4 separate regions of the Mus musculus genome follow, and regions 2, 3 and 4 are each linked to region 1. The links are chromatin contacts, called in public HiChIP or PLAC-seq maps. All regions are on one chromosome and are shown on one strand. Each heading gives the region's core, a stretch centred on a gene start, on an enhancer-like site or on the middle of the called end of the contact. The rest is flanking DNA. Distances are from core to core; before and after follow the strand shown. Region 1 has its middle 31 kb from the start of 4933431J24Rik. Region 2 overlaps Abcc4 (ATP-binding cassette, sub-family C (CFTR/MRP), member 4). Region 3 overlaps Abcc4 (ATP-binding cassette, sub-family C (CFTR/MRP), member 4). Region 4 has its middle 110 kb from the start of 1700044C05Rik.

Region 1 (3,050 bases), core at 212-2,711:
GCCTGACTGACAAGACAACGGCTGCATTTCAACAAGGGAAGATCCCTCCGCTCCGGTCTCTGCTCCTCCGCCTGCAGGGGCCATGATCCCACCTCCCCCCAGTCTCCCGGGCCCTCCTCGGCCTGGCATGATGCCTGCGCCCCACATGGGAGGCCCTCCCATGATGTCAATGATGGGCCCCCCCTCCGCCCGGAATGATGACCGTGGGACCAGCTCCTGGGATGAGACCACCCATGGGAGGCCACATGCCCATGATGCCCGGGCCTCCCATGATAAGACCTCCTGCCCGCCCTATGATGGTGCCCACCCGGCCTGGCATGACCCGGCCAGACAGATAAGAGCAGAAGCGCTCTTGATGGTTTTGTATTTCTTGTTCTGTTCCACCAGGAGCTCTTGGTGCTGAGCCTGAGTGTTTACTAGATGCATGGAAAGGAAACTTCCCTTCCTAACTGAATATTTTTGGAGAGAGAAATAATACAAAAAAGTGCAGTTTTCACTTATATTGTGAAATGTGAAATGTGAAAATAAAATCATCAGCTCTTTTAGTTAAAAAAAATAATTAATTGTAAAAAGAAAACACAAAATCCTGGAATTAGTGAGTAAAATATACATATAATTGAAATATTATAGTACTGAAGAACACTAAAGACATACTCATATAGGTGACAACACAAAAACTTTACATTTCTCCTCTATATGCAGAACTGAACGGCTAGTGACTAAGTAGGACATATATTTCCCATATGTATTATGGGCAAAAATTTATTTTAAAAAATTATGCAGGAAGAGCTCATAGAAAAGGCCAACTATAGAAAACACCCAGAAAAAAAAAATCCACCATGTGTATGGAGATTTAAAAGCATTTCCCTTTAAAGTGACGTAGAAGCTGATCTTCCCTCCAGGACAGCCTATTCCCTGCCTGGCTCCGCCCCAGCCACCAGTAACTCAGGGGCATCCAGCACGCTTACACTTGTGTCTTGCAGCGTTTTCTCACTAAGACAAAGCCAAACTCAAAGCAAATATATTAAAACTAAAACCTGAACACATAGAGGAAGCCACAGTGACACGGAGGTCCCTAAAAATCAGATGCAAAGGAACGCAAGCACCATTATCACCGGTGCTGGGCTCTGCGCAGGTTCAACCTGCAATAAAGAAAGTCTTTCCAATCTGCCCTGCGACTTCACCCTCATTGGGATGCATATTCGTGATTTCCTGATTACTCTGCTACATAATGTATACCATTTCCCACTTTGGTTTGCACAACGCTTGTTCAATATTCATATTTTGTCTCTTAACGATTGTAGTAAATCACTTCAAACACAATAACCTATTTAAGAGTGGGTTTATAGGCGAAAAGGCACACCTTTAATGCTGTGACTGCAGTCATCAGATTCTCTGGTTCTACCCGGGCACTCATTACAGAATGCTCAAAGGACGCAACACGCAGAAGAGGCCATCGGAGGCTGAAGGAGTCAGCCCCGCCCAGCGCGCGCTTCCTGGTGGCAGGGCGTATCCATAGGAACCCGGTGAAATGTTTTGTTTTAGTCACTTGGCTCCTTTCTCGTTCTCACCGGAGCCAACAGTTGCAAGATAATGCAGTTTAGACATGTCGCAGCTGTTGAAACTCAGTGGAAGCTTGAGCCGGTGGTGGAGCGCGATCAAGAATCAGAAACACCAAAGCAGCAGTGTGATACAGAGTCAAGGAGGAGCTTTGAGAAGACAAAGGGCAGGAAATAAAGCCCGCCCGCCCGCTTTAAAGCAGAACCCTGGGGTGGGGTGGGGTGGGGTGGGGGTGGGGGCGACATCAGGTTGAGAGCAAGCAGTGACTTTTTTTGTCCCGTGAAGCCGCTTACTGGATAACATGAAAAAATGGCAGATTTGGGAGATGACTTCTCAGAAGCTGAAGAGCAGGCAGAGGGATGTCGCTCTTGGGAAGGGCGTTTATAATTCAGAAAGTAACAAAATCTAAATGGAAGTCATAATCTGTAATGTTTGCTCTGCACTTAAAACCTGAATTCTTTCTGGCAGGAATGTGGTCCGTCTCCAGTTCTCAGGCTAGCCTCATGACCTACTCTCTAATACACACTTCTGAGAAACTGTCAGAGACAGAGTTCAAACCTGTATCACAGGACTGTAAGCTTGGTAAGAGAAACTTTCACAACCATTGAAAGTCATTTATGCCCACAAAGCCCCACACCTTTAGAGAATAAAATAAAATTGATCGCAGTGCACGAATCTGATGACGAATGTGAATTACAACATGCATGGTGTACCCAAGAAGAAGACAGTTTCCATGTTAAAACTAACAAAAATAAATAAATAAATAAATAAATAAATAAGCCCAACTTTATTCACTCTACCTTGCCCCTGGGGGGACTTTTTAAAAAAAACTGGCTTCTGAGTAAGTCTTAAACACTAATCTTTTCAAAGATCTATAAAGCTCACAGGCTAGGCAAGAGATGTAAAAGTTTACTTTGTGTGGGAGTAAGTTGGAATTCAGTCGTGTGTAAGTTAGACAGAATCTTGAATGCCTTCCAGCCACACCTACCTTCTGTTTTAATCACATATGTATGATCATTTAAAACAAACATTTCATCTCAGGCCATTTAAATTTTATCTCCATGAATGGTAGATTAGTAATAACCTTGGGTTCACTCACAATTCTGTACACCCTTTAGGCTCTATATATCTGAGCACAGAGCCAAGGAGGCAACGCCGTCCACAACCCCTACAGCAGTCCTGGGAGTTAGTGACATTAGAGCCCATCTCTCAGGTCTCACTGGATTCTGTGAGACACACACACACCGTTGCTAGAGAGATCACAGAGGGAACGGTCAAGAGAAACTAGGTCTGCCTTGCAACCAAGGCCATGCTCCTTCTAGCGTATCTCAACGCCTTTGATTATGAAGGATCTCAGCTCGTTGACTGCTAGCCAGCCGTATGCTGGAGCAGTCTGTGGCAACGAATCTAAAATATTAAGTGATACAGGAGGCAAAACCTTAAAGATATAGCTTTGAAAAGATTTTATTCCTATGTATCTGTGTGAATGT
Region 2 (3,050 bases), core at 189-2,688, 400 kb before region 1:
GCTCACAGCGATGGCAGCCGAGAGTCGCGGTGTACAGATGCGGAAGGATCCCACAGACAGACCCAGTTCCTTCATTTGCTTATGGAGTTAGGCTTTGGGGCAGAGTTCAGAGTGTGGCTCCTTGTCCTTTACTCAGAAAGAACAAATTATCTCGTTACTCATTTCGCTGGCCGGTCACTCCCTCATTTTATATTTACAAGAAAGTTTAATTTGTGGAATATGTACCGAGAGAGATAAGCAACAATAGCTAACAACAGAACAGAAGAGTGATGATAATGTACTATGATTAAAAGCATTTAAAAGTTTGAATTATTTGTTTCTGGAATGTTCCATTTAAAGACCGTAGGTTGCTAAAGCCGCAGATGAAGGTGAGGCTCAGGGCTTTGTCCTCACTGTTCTGTGCTCTGGAGAGGTCGACGTGTTTGGGGGAAAAGCAGTCTCTGGGAGTGTGAACCCTCAAAAACCAAGTGTTCAGAGTTAGATAACTTGGTCTCTGTTTTTTCCCTTGTAGTTTTTCATAAGCAGTAAACGATGGGATAGAAAGCTAATATTAGCTATTTTTTTTTAATTTCTTATTTAGAAAACGTAAGTACATGACTTAATTATTACTTTTTGTGCTTTTGGAAAGTGCATTTTCGTTTCTTTTATGTTTTGATGTTGTACTGCTTGTTGCTGTGATAAAACACAGCACAACACAAAACACAAAGTTTGGAGCTAAGACGAAAGGATGGACTACCCCAGAGACTACCCCACCCGGGGGTCCGTCCCATAATCGGCCACCAAACGCAGGCACTATTGCATATGCCAGCAAGACTTTGCTGAAAGGACCCTGATATAGCTGTCTCTTGTGAGGCTTTGCCAGTGCCTGGCAAAATAGAACAGAATGCTCGCAGTCATCTATTGGATGGATCACAGGGCCACCAATGGAGAAGCTAGAGAAAGTACCCAAGGAGCTAAAGGTATCTGCAACCCTATGGAGGAACAACAATATGAACTAACCAGGACCCCGGAGCTCTTGTCTCTAGCTGCATATGTATCAGAAGATGGCCTAGTCTAGTTGGCCATCACTGGGAAGAGAGGCCCCTTGGTCTAGCAAACTTTATATGCCCCAGTACAGGGGAATGCCAGGGCTAAGAAGTGGGAGTGGGTGGGTAGGGGAACAGGGTGGGGGAAGGGTATTGGGGACTTTTGGGATAGCATTTGAAATGTAAATGAAGGAAATACCTAATAAAAAAATTAAAATAAAAAAAAAAGAAAACGTAAGTACATGACTTAATTATGACTTTCTGTGCTTTTGGAAAGCGCATTTTCGTTTCTTTTATGTTTGATGCTGTATTACTTGTGGTTGCTGTGATAAAACACCATGACAGTCATGGGGTGAAAATCTCGGCAGATGGCAGGAGCCCAAAGCAGCAGGATCCTTCACACAGCACACAGGAAACGGAGAACAGGAAGTGGGTCAAGGTTACAGCTCTTAAAGCTTACCCCAAGTGATGAACTTCCCCCATCAGGGTCATCTCTTCTAAAGGTCCCATGACCATCCCTAAACATCACCACCAACAGGGACCAGATATTTAAGCCCATGAGCCTATGGGGACATTTCTCATTCAAGCGACCACACATCAGTGCTCATTGCCAAGCTGATAGAATCAAAACCCACCTTGGAGACAGACCACTGGGCATGTCTATGGGGTTTATCTTGATTACATCAATAGAAATGGAAAGACCCGCCCTGTATGGGAAGCCCTGTTCACTGGGTGGGATCCTGAACTGGGATGGCTTCTGAAGGTGGATGTGGTATGACCCACTGCTCTGAGCTTCTGCCCCTTGGCTCCCTCACATTGATGGACTAAACCCTCAAACTGCAAGCACATGTGAGTTCTTAACTGACGAAGTTGCCTTTGCTGGCGTGTTTTATCATAGCATCAGAAAAAGTAGTAAGAAAATAGTTTCCATTTTAAAATTACAAATTCCTAAGTTCTAAACGCTCCATCCGTTAGCAGGTGAACAGCCGGTGTCTCATTTGTTAATCTGAGGCAGCAGGCCTGTGTAAGACTTCAGTTTCTCCTCTTCAGCCTCATTCCTAAGAGTCCTTTTGTGTGTTTACTAAAATTCATTATTTACGCGCTGATAGGAATAGGGTTGGGGAAGGTCTTCTACCTTCTGTGACCTACAATTTAGTTGGAGAGATTGGATATAGAACTTAATTCATCCTCAATTTGAGCCTCTTTCTTAATAGAAGCCTCAGAAGTCTTCAGTTCTTTGACCCTTTGACCCTTTATGCTTTGTTGAGGACACGCACTAGACCTGGACAAAAGCCAGGTGACTCTCCTGATTAGTTGTTATTGTCAACTTGACACAACCAACCTAAAGCTACCTGGGAAGGGGGAGCCTCAACTGAAGAATCGCCTCAATCCAATTGGCCTATGGTCAAGTCTGTGAGGAGTTGCCTTGACAGGTGATAGACATGGGAGGGTCCAGCCCACTGTGGGCGGCACCATCCCTAGGCAGACCCATCTAGGCTGTATAAAAAAACTTGTAGCAGGATGCAAGGGAGAGATTAGCCGTCTAGTGGCTCTTGCCTTGAGTTTCTGTCCTCAAATGATGGACTGTGACTGGGAAGTTTTATGTGAAAATAACAAAATTAACCCTTCCCTCCTCAAGTTGCCTTTGGTCAGAGTATTTTATCACAACAGAAAGCAAATAGAAGTAGCCATGTATCTCAATGGAAGGTCATAAAGAAGTGAGGCTTAGTTGGAAAGAACATTGCCCCTAAAGGGCCAAGGACTATATGTGTTCTGATTTGATCAGGGAAACGCTGCTGGTCTGCTCTCTCTACCCACTCCAGTCTTGATTCCACCTCTTAGCATTTTTCATTTGTCTTGCTAATTTGTGTTTGCTTATGGGCCTTAAACTCTGTAGCCAATGATTGCTTTGAACTCCTGATTCCCATGTGCTAGCTTGACAGCCATGCCCCACCTCTGGTGTGTGTGGCGCTGCTCTGAAATGTTTCATGCAAGCTAGACAAGCACTGTACTAACTGAGCTACA
Region 3 (3,050 bases), core at 166-2,665, 360 kb before region 1:
GTATAGAGCGGTAAAGATGGAAGAAAAGCACCTACCTCATACGGAGTGCAGGAGAGAGGGTTGCCAGCGTGCCAGCAAAATTCTCTTCCTTCAGTTTAGTTTTGTTTTAGAAGTAAGATTCTGATACATTGTATAGGCTGTCTCGGAATTCTTGGGCTCAAATAACCTTTCTACCTCATTTTCTCAAGCAGATAGAGTTGCGGATAGAGTGATAGGTCTTTGGCTGAACACCCCCGGACCCTGTCCCCTACACGGCCCACTGCCCCCCCCAGGTCTGGGGATCTAATCCAGAGCTGGGCACCTGCCCCACCACTGAGCCACACCCCCTCCCCTCAGTGACACTCCAGCAAAACTCATTCAAGTAACAAAGGATATGCTTCTTTTAAAATATAATATTATCTCTAAGCGAGACAAATAAATTGGTAACAGTGATCATCGTCTGCTCTCTTGTGTTCCATTGAGGTAACTGTCTGACACAGACCAGACCCAAGTCCCAGCTCGTGAGCTTGTATGGAAGATGTTGGGTTTGTGAGTGCTTATCATTTTAGTGGCTATTTCCCATTCTGTGCCACATGATCAGGGTCTGTTGTTTTCAGAACAGATCATTGAGCAGTAAATATTTCATACTAATGTAATCTCTGGACTATTCCCAAAGCTTCCGTGGTCCCCAGTAGCATCGAGCAAAGTGTCTCACTTATCTGGAATTCTGGCAGCTAACATGCCCACTTCCGAACAAAGCAATTGAAAATGTAGTGACTTGTCATTATTTAGTGGGGTTGAGGGGGGGGGGTGTACTTCTGAGTGTGCAAACTTGCACACAGCTGCGTTCTGCAAAACGCTGCCAATGATTTAGAGCTTCGTTGCAAAGCCATTCTTCTTCACTTCACATCCTCATCAGAAAGAAAGAGAGAGAGAGAGAGAGAGAGAGAGAGAGAGAGAGAGAAAGAAAGAAAGAAAGAAAGAAAGAAAGAAAGAAAGAAAGAAAGAAAGAAAGAGAGAGAGAGAGAAAGAAAGAAAGGGAGAAAGGGAGAAAGGGAGAAAGGGAGAAAAAAGAGAAAAAGAAAGCAGGCCAACAACTTGACTGAGCTTAAATAACTGACTTTTCCTACCCTTTCATGGCACACAAAGGACTAATCCTAAGGCTACTCTAGCCACCAGTGCGGGCAGTAGTGGAGACCACCACTGAACGCACCTCCCCTCCTCCCTGCACATAGACACATTGACTTCTGCTTTATGAAGTGAAAATGCCAAGCCAAAGGACGCGAAGGAGCCGTCCCCAGTCCCTTCTTCCTGGGGGTGCAGGATGAGCAAAAGCTACTGCATCTGGATATGGGGAACAAAGCCAGCCTAGGACTTGGGGATAATAGGCTGGGTCACTGGCTTTTATAGAAGCCCAGGGGTGGAACTGCCCGGACTTGTCTGGTCCCACTGACCCTTGCACGGCTTTGTGTGGAGATGTCAGGGGAAGTGTGTAGAAAGCACCCAGGACAATGACTTCGTCATTCTGAGATTTCTATGGTTTGCTCGGCCTACTCCCACCTTCCAATTCCTCTCAGACAAAGGACGGTGTTAGGTAGGTTGCCTCACCCTGGTTTTCAAAGATCTCATTCTTTAAAAGTAAACTCATCCATTTTTTAACCGAATCAGAGTGTTTTTCATGCTTTTGGAAATCAACAAAAGAGGTTTTATTTGGTGCATTTGCAAGGAGGGAATAATTAATCACCTGGAAATGCCAGCCTCAGAGATAGCACTGTGCCAGCTGCCTGACTGAGGTGTGCCCCCTGATCGTAGACAGTCGAGCTGACGATAGCAGGTACTGGCAATATTGACCAACACATAACCCAGGCAGCCCATGTGATCGGTTGGTATCGTTCATGAGGCCCCCTGACTACTATTCCTGGAAGAGGAGAAGTTTGGGATTTTTGCCAGTCAGAGAGTTAGCACCACACTTGGTAGTGTGGTGACAGTCACTGGGGATTCTCCCAGGCTTGTAGGCAATTTGTCCCAGCATGTGTGCTCTGGCGATAATGGTTGTAGTTTAGCAAGAAGGCAATGAAGACGTAAAGAGCAAAAAAAAAAAAAAAAAAAAACAAAAAACAAAAAAAACAAAACAAACAACAACAACAAAACTGAACAATTTTGTTTTTTAAATCAAGCCTGGTGGTGTTCTACAGGAGCACAAAACTTTATAAGCTAACATGGCTGGGTGGTGTGTGTGGTCAAAGAATAGAGGTCTTCACTGTGCCTCCGCACCCCCACCCCTGTGGGCTCTCCCACCGTCAGCCATCCTACACAGTTGTTAAGGCAGAGAGTAAAGTGGTGGAGACTTCTAGAGTTCCATTATCTCGCTGTTCTTGCTTGTATCCATTTTTGTCTGTGTTCTGGTGTTCTGGTTGCTTCAATTTTATTAAAATCGCACACTTCCTATTTTATGTTTTTTTTTTTTTTAAGATTTATGTATGAGTACACTGTGGCTCTCTTCAGACACACCAGAAGAGGGCATCGGATCCCATTATGAATGGTTGGGAACCACCATGTGGGTGCTGGGAATTGAACTCAGGACCTCTGGAAGAGCAGTCAGTGCTCTTAACCACTGAGCCATCTCTCCAGCCCAGGATTTTGTTGTCGTTGTTGTTTGTCTACACTTATTGCGTGTGTGTGCAGGAGCATGCTTGTGAAAATCAGCTCTCTCTTCTGCCATGTAGGTTCCGGAGAAGAAATGGAGGTTTTCAGGCTCGGCAGCACACGCTGCACCCCATTAGCTGTCTCGCTGGCCTGAGCACTTTGCTTTGTACATACACTGTGCCTTTCTAATCCCATCTGGATCATGGTTCATCATCATCAGTCCTGTCTTGGAGTCTCTCCTGTTTCTGAATTTCACAACCCACTTGTTCCTCCAAGCCGTTTCTCTGGCTCCTGATGGGGGATTCGCTGAGGGTCTGAATCCAGCCTAGAAGTAGACGGCACGGCCTCTACCTTGTGGTGCAGGGTTCAGACCCCCTGAGAGAGGTCACCCAGGCCTTGGGAGCTGTGTGTGTTCTGAGCCACAT
Region 4 (3,050 bases), core at 365-2,864, 290 kb before region 1:
AAGCAAGAGGCCCATGTAGGTGTTTGAAGGGGGCTGGCACCATTTGGGCGGGCTCTTCTGGGTTCTTGAACCTTGAATGTGCCTCTTTCTACCTGATAGGTGTTAAAATGGTGAAGATGTGGAGCAGGGCTTGAGAGCTTGTGTTTCCAAACTGCCAAGCAAGGCTGCTGCTCAAGGTTTGTGCGTCACACTCGGACAGCCAGTGTCTGAGGACTAAGGCCTAGATGGGTGTGTTCTTCGGGCTCTCGGAAATTTCTCACCAGAGTAACCAGCCAGCACCTAGGAGAGCTGGTGGGGGTCCTCTAAACAGCAGGACCCAGAGTGGAGGCTTCTTGTTAGGACCACAGACTGGTCCTAGCCCCTTCTTTGCTAGAATCACCCTTCTTACCCAGGCCCGCCCTCCTCCTTCTTCGTCCCCCCTCCCCCTCGTGCCAATGTGCTGTTCCCATAATGCTGGGCTCCGATTCTCCTCCACCCGCTCTGCCACCATTTCATCCTTTGATCTCCCACCCACTCGCCCCAAAGTCAAGTTTCTCTTGGCTCCTTTCTCGGCTGCTCTCCCACTCCTTCCCACGCTTCTCTCTTGCGACACAAAACAAATGTAAAATAACATTTCAAAAATATTAAAAATCGATGCTGATGAAATCGCGGTTTTGTTTTCTTGGAATGGGAGGCAACAGGTCCAACAATCGCAGACACAGATTGGCCTGCGCTGTACCATTGTTTCTGGGCAGAACCCTATCTGTTCACCCATGACCTGAAATCAGAATTTCCAAACAGAAACGTTTGCCGGATTAGTTAGGGCAGACTAAGTTTTTCTCCCATAATTTTATTTTGACAAGACCATGAAAGCTGCTATCGCCTCATCTAATGGAATCAAACAGGCTGCTAAAAATAACCCTTGCAAGCTTTTATTACGAACGGGAAACACCTCCTCCTCCCAGCTTGCGACTGTGATCAGCTTAATCCTTCAACTTTGCTGCGAATATTTGCACTGCTCTGGGGTTCTTTTCTTTCCAAGGCTGGTTTGCTCTGTTTGGCAGAGTTATTTGAACAGGTGGCTTTGCACACCCTATGCTAATGGAGGCTTTTGTCTTCCTTCAATCAGCAGAGGGAGCCGTTCTAGAAAGAAACGGTTCTTTGATGCTAAACTATTCACACCTGTTTGATTATCACCTCGCGAATCACAATACCAAGCCAGGCAGAACTTTCTCTAACTGGACACCAGAAGAGATGCGATCTCCTTTGCATCTCCAAGAGCATCTTTTCGAGACAAGCATCTCCAAGAGCATTTTTCGTTGCTTAGGGCAAGCGTCTCCTGTTTCCATCAGGCAACGGAAAGGGCATTAAGGAAGGTTTGGGGGTGCCTCGTTTGTAAAGAGCAGGATGCTAGGCTTCAGAGGACTCACCAGACCTAGTTCTCCGGCTTGAGCCCGCTTCCCCTTCCCTTTCATCCGGGGACACTTTCAGCGGGAGCTCCGGGCAGACAGTGCGCGCGCGCGCGCGCGCTAGGTCGGGGATGCGCTTGGCGCGCGATCACAGGGTCTCCGGGGACGCCCCGCGCGCTCCCTGGCTGCAGATCACAGGCGCCGCCCTCGGCCGGCCAGCACGGGAACCCGCCTGCTCCCTGGCGCGCGATCACAGGCACCGGGCTCCGCACCCTGAGGGCCGGGAGGTGGCACGGCCCCAGCCCTTGAGGAGAGCAATGGCTGGCGCGTTCCCACGGGAGGCCCAGGACCAAGCAGGGACTTCTACCTTCTCTAAAAAGTGTCTTCCACAAGTGACAAGGTGGCACCAGCAAGGGCGGTGGGCGTTCTGCCTCTAAAGCAGCTTTGTAGACACACCTGATTCTGGCTACGTTGGTGCTGCTTGAGTATGAACTTTTGGTCTGGTCTGAACGTAGCCTTTTCTAGAACTATGTTTTTGCATCTCATGAAAAGAATGAATGAAATAAGTGCCTTGCAGTGGGCAGAGACTAGCTTGGACACAGTTTAAGGAGATCAGACTTGTAGGTGTGCTCATGATGATAGTCAGCCCCACTTCCTACAGGCCTGCAAAGGTGCCTTGTGTACGTGCATGCGCATGTGTGTGTGTGCGCGCGCGCGCACGCACGCACACGCTTATACACTTGAGTTTTGTGCAGATGAAGCCCAAAAGCTGACATATACTGTTATCTATTATTACTCTCCGTCTTTTTCAGTGAGGTAGGGGGTCTCTCAATTAAACCCAGAATTTCCCCAGTCTGGCTAGTCTGTGCAGTCAGTTTGCTCTGGGGATTCTTGTCCACTCCTGCTGCGCTGGAATTGCAGGGAGGTTGCCGTGCCAACTAAGCATGTCTGTGGATTCTAGAGACCCAGAGTTCAATTCTTATGTTTGCTGACAAGTGCTTCAACTATTAGCATCTTCTGCAGCCCGGATTCGATTTCTTCTTTTTTCTTTCTGTTGTGCTTGTTTGCTTTGTTTTGTCTTTGGGACACAATTTTAGTGTGCCACTATGAAGAATGGATCCAAGGAGGACAAACAAGAATCCGAAACTGGGGGAGGGGGGGGGGGAGGGGGAAGGATGGAGAGATGGCTCAGTGGTTAAGAGCACTGACTGCTCTTCCAGAGGTCCTGAGTTCAATTTCCAGCAACCACATGGTAGCTCACAACCATCTGTAATGGGGATCCCATGCCCTCTTCTGTTGTGTCTGAAGACAGTGACAGTGTACTCACATATATGAAATAAATAAATAAATCTTTTAAAAAGTCAGAAACTGGTGTAGGTTAAAGAATAAATCGTGTAGAGGTTGAAAATCATAGCAAATTGTAGAAACTTGAAGGACTACCATGATAATTGAACAGATGCAGTATGGGATGTGCCTTACTTGAGTCTCTCTGTTGTAGCCAGGAATGTACTCTAAGGAAGAGATGGAAACAGAGGGGAGGACATGAGCTAACTTTAAATACACACACACACACATACATACATGCATACATACATATGTAAATATATGTAAATACATACATGTACATATTCCCTCATATTTCTCAACTGCAGTACTGTGATA

The links. HiChIP or PLAC-seq counts read pairs in DNA pulled down with a chosen protein or histone mark.
Region 2: a contact with region 1 is called in an H3K4me3 HiChIP or PLAC-seq map of bone marrow-derived macrophages, with 3 times the contacts expected there. The contact joins two enhancer-like sites. A contact is called at or near these places in 8 of 39 promoter capture datasets (the 3T3-L1 cell line, cranial neural crest, frontonasal cranial neural crest and 5 more), 4 of 484 Hi-C or Micro-C datasets (LSK cells, embryonic fibroblasts, forebrain and 1 more) and 11 of 115 datasets of contacts at active chromatin or transcription factors (T-cell acute lymphoblastic leukemia, acute myeloid leukemia, bone marrow-derived macrophages and 8 more).
Region 3: an H3K4me3 HiChIP or PLAC-seq map of embryonic midbrain shows a contact between it and region 1, with 4 times the contacts expected there. The contact joins two enhancer-like sites. A contact is called at or near these places in 4 of 115 datasets of contacts at active chromatin or transcription factors (astrocytes, embryonic basal ganglia, embryonic midbrain and 1 more).
Region 4: an H3K4me3 HiChIP or PLAC-seq map of stem cell-derived neural progenitor cells shows a contact between it and region 1, with 4 times the contacts expected there. The contact joins two enhancer-like sites. A contact is called at or near these places in 1 of 484 Hi-C or Micro-C datasets (epidermal suprabasal cells), 14 of 115 datasets of contacts at active chromatin or transcription factors (acute myeloid leukemia, cardiomyocytes, embryonic basal ganglia and 8 more) and 1 of 9 other capture datasets (embryonic stem cells).

The regions. Positions count from the first base shown.
Region 1 is chr14:118,178,897-118,181,946 of GRCm38.p6, reverse strand. It overlaps the pseudogene Gm4674. Among named protein-coding and RNA genes, the nearest start is that of 4933431J24Rik, 31 kb to the left of the region's middle. Within about 2 kb of position 1,461, at least 213 of the 459 cell types and tissues checked have an H3K27ac peak or open chromatin away from gene starts, as enhancers often do. A contact at or near this core is called in bone marrow-derived macrophages, embryonic basal ganglia and stem cell-derived neural progenitor cells, where this site is marked.
Region 2 is chr14:118,576,514-118,579,563 of GRCm38.p6, reverse strand. All of the region lies in intron 19 of Abcc4 (ATP-binding cassette, sub-family C (CFTR/MRP), member 4), which reads left to right. Among named protein-coding and RNA genes, the nearest start is that of Mir6391, 14 kb to the left of the region's middle. Within about 2 kb of position 1,438, at least 11 of the 459 cell types and tissues checked have an H3K27ac peak or open chromatin away from gene starts, as enhancers often do. A contact at or near this core is called in bone marrow-derived macrophages, where this site is marked.
Region 3 is chr14:118,541,551-118,544,600 of GRCm38.p6, reverse strand. All of the region lies in intron 20 of Abcc4 (ATP-binding cassette, sub-family C (CFTR/MRP), member 4), which reads left to right. Among named protein-coding and RNA genes, the nearest start is that of Mir6391, 49 kb to the left of the region's middle. Within about 2 kb of position 1,415, at least 17 of the 459 cell types and tissues checked have an H3K27ac peak or open chromatin away from gene starts, as enhancers often do.
Region 4 is chr14:118,472,490-118,475,539 of GRCm38.p6, reverse strand. No RefSeq gene overlaps it. Among named protein-coding and RNA genes, the nearest start is that of 1700044C05Rik, 110 kb to the right of the region's middle. Within about 2 kb of position 1,614, at least 50 of the 459 cell types and tissues checked have an H3K27ac peak or open chromatin away from gene starts, as enhancers often do. A contact at or near this core is called in embryonic basal ganglia and stem cell-derived neural progenitor cells, where this site is marked.